Linked DNA regions of Mus musculus: regions 1 and 3 are each linked to region 2. The links are chromatin contacts, called in public HiCAR-type and promoter capture Hi-C maps. All regions are on one chromosome and are shown on one strand. Each heading gives the region's core, a stretch centred on a gene start, on an enhancer-like site or on the middle of the called end of the contact. The rest is flanking DNA. Distances are from core to core; before and after follow the strand shown.

Region 1 (3,164 bases), core at 93-2,592, 1.5 Mb before region 2:
ATCTAAATTATAAAATGTATCAAATCACTACTTTGCAATTTATACCATGAAGTTCTTTGTATTTTAGGAAGTAGTATACATATGTAAAGGTTTCCATTGAACTTGTTCAATTCATAATCAACTTTATAACATTTATTTCTTTTTTGTTTGGTTGGTTGGCTTTTCGGGACAGGGTTTCTCTGTATAGACCTGGCTGTCCTGGAACTCACTTTGTAGACCAGGCTGGCCTGGAACTCAGAAATCCGCCTGCCTCTGCCTCCCAAGTGCTGGGATTAAAGGCGTGTTTGAACAAACACAAAGATACACTTGGCAGTGAATATGTACACTGGTAAGCCAACCATATTCCTGGATGTCTCTCACCAACACACAGGCCAGAAGACAAACTTGGGTCTGAGTTTTCAGGCACTGTCAAACTTTTTAAACATTTAAACAAAAGATTCATTTATTTTTATTTTATGAATATGGGTATTTTACCTGCACGTCTGTCTGTGTAACATGTGTATACAGTGCCCGTTGAGGCCAAAAGACGGAAATTTGATCCCCTGGAGTTTAAAAATCCTTCCTCCCCAGGCCTTTGTTTTTGGCCTTCCACTGGCCTAAAGCTTGCCAAATTGGGTTGGGCCAGGGGTCAGTGAGCCCTAGTCACCGGTCTTCCCAGCGCTGTAAGTATATGTGTATGGCATAGGCTCTGGGGATCAAACGCAGGTTCCCTGGCTTGCAAGATAAGCATTGACAAGCTGTACTACCTCCCTTGGCAGCCGCATCCCGGCCCTTCTTAAATGTTTCTATATTCATCTGTTAGAGTTTGGCTCCAGAAGCAGCGGTAGCAACTGGGCTGGCTCCCTTTAAAACAAACAAACAAACATTCTGTCCAGGGGACGCGGAAGGCGTGGGGGCGGGAGCCAGGACTTCCAGCAAACAGGAAGCGGCCGGTTTCGCGCCGTCTCCCGCCTGGGATCCCGCCCCGGTGTGTGCGGGGCAAGCAGGTCTCGGCCGCGACGCAGCCTCCGGCCCGGGAGCCCGCACTCACCCTCGGCGCTGTCACGAGTACGACGAAAGTCCTCGGAGCGGCCGTCACGGAAGGCTCGGCACAGAGACAGGCAGAGGAAGTCGAGCATCCAGCCCGCAGCCACGGCCTCCACCTCAGCCACAAGCTCCGCGTTCTCCATCTCTCTCGGGGTCCCCAGCTGAAGCTGGCACTGGAGCAGCTCCGCGTCGTCTCCCACCTCCTCCTGCTCTGGAGAATCCGAATCTGTCCAGCCCTCACGGCTCGGCGCGTCCCGGGCCGCTGAGGAGACCGTCTCCGCCATGTTAAACCGAAAGCGCTCGCCGTGCCTCAGCTGGCGCCGTGCGCTGATTTGCTCGCGGTGGGCGTGGAAGTCAGCCAATCGCATCGCTAGGGTGGGCTAGTGGCTGGAGCTTGGCTTCCGATTGGCTGAGAACTGCTAAATTCCTTGTCGATCCGAGCCCAGGCGTTTTGGATAGTGTAGCTTCTGGATGATAGGCTAAGATACATTTTAAAAAATGCAATCTGCGCTGGAAACAGGGTAGTTAAAACCGAGAGGTTTTTGACTGCAGATTTTGACTGCATGGCACTGCGCGTCTATAATCCCAGCAGCACTCAGGAGGTGGAGACAGGAAGATTAGGAATTAGGGCCATCTTCAACTACAAAGTCTAGGCCAGCCTGGAGCACTTGAGCGTTATGGCAGCAGCAGCACCAGAAATTTTAACTTGTCGCCATAAACATGAGCATTTAACCCTGTTACACTGTAATCACACTGTCTTTCTACCCTATGTGTTCATTTTATTGAAATCCGGGGTTATTAAAGCTGAAATTGCTGGGCTCTGATTTTTCACTAAAGTTCTGCCTGGGGTGAGCGGGTAGGATGGTGCTGACCCTGGAATTCGCAAGTCTAGTCAGTTCCCCATGAATGCTGAGACTGTTAGTCCCAGGACCACATTTTGATCACTATTACTGTACAATGTTTGCATTGAATGAAAGTATAACAACGTAAAAACAGAATTCTAGGCCTTTAGGCCCAGGCTTGGGAATGTGGCCTTTGTAAAGGTATGCTAATCATAAAAGAGATAGCGACATTCCTCTACCCACCCGCTTCCTGGGTTCAAAGAGTGCTCATTCAAAGAAAGTCACCCTGGCCATTACCAGAACCTGCAATGCAAATGTGCTATTGTTAGGGGCTCTTAGAAGCTGTCTTGAGAGTTAACAATTACCAGGTATTCCTTGTGACTCTATTAACTTTACACTTCCTTGTGACTCTTAACTGGTATCTTTGGTATCTTCCAACAACGCCCTCCCCACTTCCTTGAGTTTCGGTTTCTTCCTTTAAATACCCCCTTACCCAGCTACTGGGGCGCCACGGTCCTCTACCCCTGCGTGGTGTATGACCATGGGCCCGAGAGCGCTCTTGAATAAAAAATCCTCTTGCAATTTGCAGCAAGACCCGTTTCTTGTGGGTGATTTTGGGGTGTCGCCTCTCCTGAGTCAGAACGTGGGGGAGCCCTCACATTGTGGGTCTTTCATGACCATGAGGGCATATTACCCCCAGGCTCTAGAGATGGTGTTGCAGTAAATATTATTTGGGGGTTCTACCCTGTGGGGAATTGCAGGTTGGTCTCCAGTTGAGCTGAGGTCTTAACCCCGATGGTCATAATGCACCTTCATGACACAGTAGGCGTTCCCTCATGCTCCTGGAACTCTGGCTCCTGCCTAAGTTACCGCCCCCCCCCCCACACACACACACACAGCCCCCACAAGAGAAGCATGTTCAGTAGTCACGTAGGCAATGGCCCTAGCTTTTGACCTTCAGGCTCAACTCCTCCCCAGTTACCTAACAACAGTAAAGAACATAAAAAGGGCTGTTACGCTCTTACTGCTTACTCTTGTCTCCCTCTTACCCCTCACTCTCACCATCTCTCCTCTCTTTGTCTTCTCTCCTCTCTCCTCTCTGTTTTCTCGTCTCGTCTCCTCTCCTCTCTCCCTCTTACTCTCTTTCTCTCTAGCCCGCCCCCCCCCCTCTCTCTTCTCTCTTTCTCCTGCATTTCTATAATAAAGCTCTTAAACCATAGAGAGTCTCTGCTCATCAAGGCTGCGTGCACTCTTGCAGGTGTTGGGAACCTCTTCCCTCATCCCTCTCTCCTATAA
Region 2 (3,323 bases), core at 320-2,819:
TGCATGAATGACATTTGAGCAATACATGTCCAAAATAATTTTAACCTATAGGAAGCATGAATGCAATAGCTGAAGGTAAAGTTTAAGCCAGAGGTCAAATGTTATGTCTTGGGTAATTTAGTAACAAATCTAAGTGCAAAAGAAGTTACTGTCTGGGTGCTTGGTATTGTAAATAGAACTAATGTAGCATTAGATTTTACCTGACTGCAACAGAAAACTCCATAATAGACTTTGTTTTTTCTGCACATGCACTTTGGTATGTTGAATAACTGATCCTTCTGGTCTGAGAGAGTGCTGTAGGAGGTAACGTAACTATGTCAGCTGCATATATGATCCAATAGCAATCAACTGTTTTTTTGACCTGGCTTCCCAAATATGGTAGATACCTAGCTCATGGTTCCTTGCTGGTGCTGAACAAGATGAAATCCTAGGTGAGTTTGAAGTCCCAGCTGCCTCTTAGGTTTGACAAAGTGCTCCTTTGCAAGGAATTTAGACTGGCATCCTTTCTAGGAGGGGAAGGGAGAACTCCTGTTTGGAATTTTGGTCCTTAGAACCATTTAGTTGGGTTTTGTTTGCATCATCTGAAGGTGCTTTCGTTTCCTAATTGGCAGAGTTAAGGTAGGACCCATCTATCTCCTCTATTAGTTGATGTGAAGTTACTGTGATGTAAAAACATGTTCATACCAAGGTGAGAAATTAAAATAAGGAGACTTTTTTTTTAATAAAAAGAGCACATAGAATAGAAATATTGGTGATGATAAAAATACCTTCTTAAAATGCATATCCAGACTTAATTTCAGAGTGAGTGTTAGTTTGCATTTGCATTTAAACTGTGATATAGGACCGACAAAATATTAACCCATATAAGGAGACGCCTTCTTTCAAGATTACAAATTATCATAATGGCTAAACCCTTGACTTGGATAAAACATAGTTTGTTAACTGAAGCTCAGCTCCTAGGTGTCACCGAACGAACGCCTAACTCATAGATTCTGAATTAAGGTTGTGAGTTTTTAAAAGGATAAGTTGCAAAGCAAGTTCCAGACTAAACGAATCTCTTCTCAAGACCCATTTAAAAATGTTAATGGTGAAATATTATCTGGGTCCTAGCCAAAGAACTGAAGCCTTTGGCCTCCTAGCAACCCTTGCAGAATCCTCCGCCAGGCTTTCATTGTTAAGCTGCTAATAGCTAACACGTTTGCCCATTCTCCCTCTACTTCATAGAAACAGCTTTTTTTTTTTAAATCTTCTCCAGACCTGTAAGTAGGTAGGTACTTTAGGAAAAAGTGTTAAAAGTATCCGTTCTCCTAAGTTTCAGGTCCTCAAAAAAAATTTTAAAAAAAGTATTGAAAAAGTGTAAAAGATAACATGCAACTACTCCCCAAAGATCTTAATTGGGAGCTACTGGCGCGGGAGGATGTGTGTGTGTTGACAGAGGTTCCCACAAGTTCTTCCCCCACAGCTGTTTATTCAGATATCATGGGGCGCGTCATTTACATAATAAATTTTTTTTTAAAGCAGCGAGGTTGAGTCAGACCAAGCTCTGCTCCTCTCAATTGTTGCATTTAAACCAATAAGGTTAGGACAAGAGACTAGCTGTGGTTTGCGTTGCAAAAACAAAACAAAACAAAAAGCCCCGAGGCTTCGTGGGCAGACCTACAAGGCTGCGCAAACAAATCGGGGGATGAGATTTTGCTGTTTCTTTGTCTAGGCGTCTCAGATGCTATCTGCCGCTGCCGTTCGCTGGGGCGCAAAGCCGTTCCCAAACAGACCGCGGCGAGCTGATGGCTCCGAGCTTGCGGCGAGGTAGCGAGTGTGCAGGGCCACTTCCGACTGGAAGCCTTCCTGTGGCGGTGCGCGGTGGCGGGGTCCTTCCTGGGGAAGGCGATCGCGCTCAGTCGCTCCACAGCCCGAGCCTGCAGCAGCGCCCGGGCGCAGTCCCCGGGAGCCGGGCAATCCCCGGCCTCTGCGCTCCGCTGCCAGCCGCGTCACAGCGCCTCTGAGAGCTCCCGGGTCCCCGTGTTCCTGCACAGCAGCCAAACTATGTCAGGAATGGAGGTCTGCTAACACAGAAAACTCCAAGGAGCACACTAAACCGGTGGAGGCAGCAGATGTGAGCGCTGTAAGTACAAGCTGGTGTTTGAAAAACTGTAATGACCAAGTACTACTTACTGTCTGGTGGGCAAAGCCCGAGATAACTGGAGAGCCTTTATTAGGGTTTTGGTTTGTTTTCAAAGAAAAAAAGCACTGTGGCTTGGGGAAAACAATAACACTGTTTCTGGGACTTTAGAAGCCGCTGGGTTCCGTCGTAAAATTGTAATCTTTACCCTCCAAATGATCGGAGCCATTAGGATCATTAAAGGATCATTGCAAATTAACTACTTTTGTTCTGATTTTTATAGATAAGTAGAACACTAGGTAATATTCTCAGACGGGGGAATTATTTCATATCTTTTCTTAATTGCTGCACTAGCCCCAGAATATTGAGTGGTATTGAACAGGGTTATATCCATACATAGATGTATAGGTACGAAAGGTATACTTAGTGGTATTTATTACACAGATCACTTTTTCTACGGCTAGGTTGATAAATGAGGAAAGGTTTACAACGGAAAACTCAGCAGATGAACAACGAGCTGATAACTATGTTTTCAAGAAGGACACCTTTTTGTTCCAAAGCAAATTTATCAAAGACTTTACTAAGCAGGCTCATCTTCAGTATTCGATACAATAAGCCTTTGGTCCCTTAAAGTATTTGTCCCTCTCTGGCCCTTTTTGTGATTTGAATGCACTTGGAAGCTAAACTCCAGATTTTGAAACTTTTGAATATTCGTGTAAAGCACGGCCCTTCAAAATCAGTATTTGAATTGCTAACAACTCATAGGCTTACACTCTTGGGAGGAATTTTGAAGACATTTAAGCATAACGTTTGCAATAATTCAATACATTATGAACTGTCATTGAGTTTAGACAAGTGTTTTTAAGTTTCATTTCTTAAGATGGCCAGGGGTATAGAAACTTGTTAGCTGGGAATCATGGTGTGTAGCTGTATAGGTTTGAAGTTGTCTTTCTAATGTCTTTCAGAGAAGGTTTTATTTTATGCTTGTGAGAGTCTTTCCCCCGCTCTGTTTAGAGTTTGGGGACATGCACACAGGAATAGTCATGCCTTCATATGATCAAACATTTAATATTTGACTTTCTCGATGCTTGAGTTCTCCTAAGGCCCAAAGTGTTTAGTAAGTAAGCAAGCAGCTGTGGATTTTCAGCCTTTGAAAACTCTTTGTGGTGACAGACATAGAAGTCTAATTGAGCCACCGTTCAGT
Region 3 (3,225 bases), core at 59-2,558, 1.3 Mb after region 2:
GTGTGTGTGTGTGTGTGTGTGTGTGTGCGTGCGCGCGCGCGGAGGGGATGTCCCTAGGATTCCGCGTTGGTTCCGAGAGCTCGGGGCGGGGATCCGCGTGTCCATCCCATGCGAGTCTGCGTCGCGATGCGGCTGCTCCCTCAGCCAGGGGCTCCGACGCCGGGATTCCCCAGCTCGGCGTGCAGCCACGGGTGGAGTTCCCCGGGAAGGCGCAGGGGTGAGCGGGCGGAGCCCAAGTGCCGGCTTGCAAGCCACTGGCAGTCCGGTCCTGAACAATACTGGGAGATGTTGTAGCCGCCTCTCTCATCTTTTTTCTTTTCGCAGCAGCATCACAAAAGCTCAGAACGAAACCCAACGCAGCAGAACCCCAATGCCTCCCATCTGGTGCACTTCGCCGCCGGGGCAGGAGGAGTATAGGGTTCCCCAAGATTAGGGATGGGGTTTACAGCGGAGGCGCACCTGTATTAGCGCTCGCTGAATTCAAACCAAGCGCTGGCTCGCACAAAGTGAACTCGTGTGTGTGTGTGTGTGTGTGTGTGTGTGTGTGTGTGTGTGTGTGTTATACTTCAGGCCTTCGCACACCTCACGCTCTCAGGGTGTGCTTGGCAAATAGCACACCTCCGGGCCGGCGTGCCTGTGTTGAGCCGTTTCGGTGGGCTCCCCGCGCACGCTGTGCCAGCTTGCCAGCGTCTCTTTGTTTGGTGTGGCTTCACTCAACCATTTGCAAAGCAAATTGATTTTCGGTTTCGCTCAACCTTGCGCTCTGGGACTTAACGTGGGCCACAGCCTCGAATGCCCTCGTTACTTGTAATTGAATATAGTTCTTTCCGGCAAGGGGCTATTTTTAGTGTAGAGAATAACCACGCAAGCATGTTGATCCCCTCCCCCCACGCGCTGTCTTTGACTTTAAGTAGGTGTTTGATGGAGCGGACGCATTCACATCTCGTCGCGCACACGTGCCAGTGTACAAGTGTGCACACATATTTCTACACGTAGTTTTCTTTCTACCGCTTAAAAATGTATTTTAAAATTTGAGACCAGGAATGTATTGTGTGCTTGTAAAAGGAAAAAAAAAACTTTCCTTTGTTCTTCTGGGAATCTTCTATTTTGAGTCATGGAGTAGGAGTACCAGAAGGTTGCTATTAGTTCACTCGAATAAAAGACACTGCCTTCTGAGTCAGAGCTGCCAGGCTGATAATTATTAACATATAAAAGCAAACGCACTGTTTAAGGCAAAAGGGGCGGGGCGGGGGCAGGCCCGCCGCAGACAATGAGCGAGAGTCTTGGCGGACCGCCTGCTGCTCATTGTTCCGGGACTTGAGGCTGCAGTCTCTGCAGGTCCCTCCTGCACGGTTCAGCTCCTGGCTAGCACCTCGGTCCCTCTGGGGTCCACGAGGTTACTTAGCACTAGTCACCGGACCCCGGGTTGCCAGCCCCAAGTGCATCCGTCCCTCTGACCATCAATTCTCTGCTTTACAGGTCGGCAGCTTCACGACCCTGTGTGTCACAAGCCTTGCGGTGGGCACCGAACACCCCTGGAGCCACAAAGTGGGATGTTGTTCGGACAGTTGCGCTAAGAGACCCCACACTGGGCCCAGGTCGCTCTAGCTTCTGGCCACCGTCTGAGAGGCGGCGGCGGAGGGGATGAGCACCGGACGCGCAAAGCGCCTACCGCGAGCTATCCCTGAGAGTGGACACCAAGCAGGACTCCTCGAAGGACCGCGTGGACCTTTACCTCCCCCGGTACAAGGTGGCTTCTTGTTGTGCCTCGGGTCAGGATGCTCTGGGCACCTCCCTGCTGCTGAGATGTTTTGCTTCCAGGCTCTGCCATCCCCAGCCCGGGTCTCAGGAGGAGACGACTGAGTGGGCCGGGCATCAGCCCCTCGTTCAGGTGGATGAAAAGTGCCGGAGGCCTTATATGGAATCAGCGATCACATTTTAAGAGCCATGGACGAAGGGGATGCGCAGTCTCGGGCCCAACAGCAGCTAGAGGCACCGTCTTCGGTTGGAGCTGTCCAAGAGAAGTGCGAGTCAGAGTCCTTCAGGTCTAAGAGTTTACCGGTCCTGCACAGCGCCTCCTGCCGGCAGAATTTCAGTGCTGGGAATGCAGATGGCAAACTGGCCTTGGGTTGCAATGAAGCTCCAGGTCGCCAGGAGACGCATCTAGGACGGAACTTGATAGTCCCCAGCCCTTCTGCTCCATCCACTTCGGCAGGCACTACAACGGAACTCATGGACTGTAACCACAGGATGGACCCCAGCAAAACTGTGTCAGTATCTTCCACTTTGGCCACACTCCAGGAGAGAAGGTGTCTCTACGTGGTCCTTACGGATTCTCGCTGCTTCTTAGTGTGCATGTGTTTTCTGACTTTCATCCAGGCGTTAATGGTCTCTGGGTACCTGAGCAGTGTCATCACCACCATCGAAAGGCGCTATAGCTTGAAGAGTTCTGAGTCAGGGCTGCTGGTCAGCTGCTTTGATATAGGAAACCTGGTGGTGGTGGTGTTCGTCAGCTACTTTGGTGGCCGTGGGCGAAGGCCCCTATGGCTGGCAGTGGGTGGACTTCTTATTGCCATCGGGGCTGCGCTCTTCGCTTTACCTCACTTTATCTCACCCCCCTATCAAATCCAAGAGTTGAACGCTTCGGCCTCCAACGATGGCCTTTGTCAGAATGGCAACTCCACAGCCATCTTGGAGCCTCCTCCCTGTCCCAAGGACTCGGGAGGAAATAGTCACTGGATCTACGTGGCTTTATTCGTTTGTGCACAGGTTCTCATTGGAATGGGCTCTACACCGATTTACACCCTGGGACCAACCTATTTAGATGACAACGTCAAGAAAGACAATGCATCCTTGTACCTAGGTAAGACTTGGAATTCTCAGGCATGTAGTTGGCTCACAGTGACATTCTTTTTCTTCCCCAGTCACAAAGGAACACAACCTTTTGTGTTTTCAAGTATATTAAGCATTATGGTTCATTCCTTTTGAGTCCTGCTTTTGGTGTAGTATGTTTTCAGTTTGGGATAAAGAGCTCTTTGAAATAATTTCACAGTTGTCTTTTCTCACCAATACAAAGGCTGAAAAATAGGACAGCACAGGGCCCGTTCCTCTTGTTGTTCACTTTTGGGGAACCTCTATTTGTCAAGTTTATCTTCTAAGCTTTCTTTCCAAGAAATGACCAGAAAGGAGGAGAGCTCACCAGCAGTTTTGAGTCATTGCTTTGCA

What was found. Promoter capture Hi-C pulls out the DNA fragments that hold promoters and counts their contacts. HiCAR-type assays count read pairs that join an accessible place to other places.
Region 1: a HiCAR-type map of astrocytes shows a contact between it and region 2, with 2.4 times the contacts expected there. The contact joins the promoter of Terf1 here to the promoter of Eya1 in region 2. A contact is called at or near these places in 1 of 39 promoter capture datasets (hippocampal neurons) and 2 of 115 datasets of contacts at active chromatin or transcription factors (astrocytes and embryonic stem cells).
Region 3: a contact with region 2 is called in a promoter capture Hi-C map of pre-B cells, with 2.6 times the contacts expected there. The contact joins the promoter of Slco5a1 here to the promoter of Eya1 in region 2. A contact is called at or near these places in 4 of 39 promoter capture datasets (hippocampal neurons, liver and pre-B cells), 1 of 115 datasets of contacts at active chromatin or transcription factors (astrocytes) and 1 of 9 other capture datasets (liver).

Annotation. Positions count from the first base shown.
Region 1 is chr1:15,803,824-15,806,987 of GRCm38.p6, reverse strand. It overlaps Terf1 (telomeric repeat binding factor 1), which reads right to left and starts at 1,342. Exons shown (of 10, transcript NM_009352.3): 1 at 1,031-1,342. The coding sequence starts at 1,310.
Region 2 is chr1:14,308,445-14,311,767 of GRCm38.p6, reverse strand. It overlaps Eya1 (EYA transcriptional coactivator and phosphatase 1), which reads left to right and starts at 1,569. Exons shown (of 18, transcript NM_001310459.1): 1 at 1,569-2,122.
Region 3 is chr1:12,989,218-12,992,442 of GRCm38.p6, reverse strand. It overlaps Slco5a1 (solute carrier organic anion transporter family, member 5A1), which reads left to right and starts at 1,308. Exons shown (of 9, transcript NM_172841.2): 1 at 1,308-2,863. The coding sequence starts at 1,948.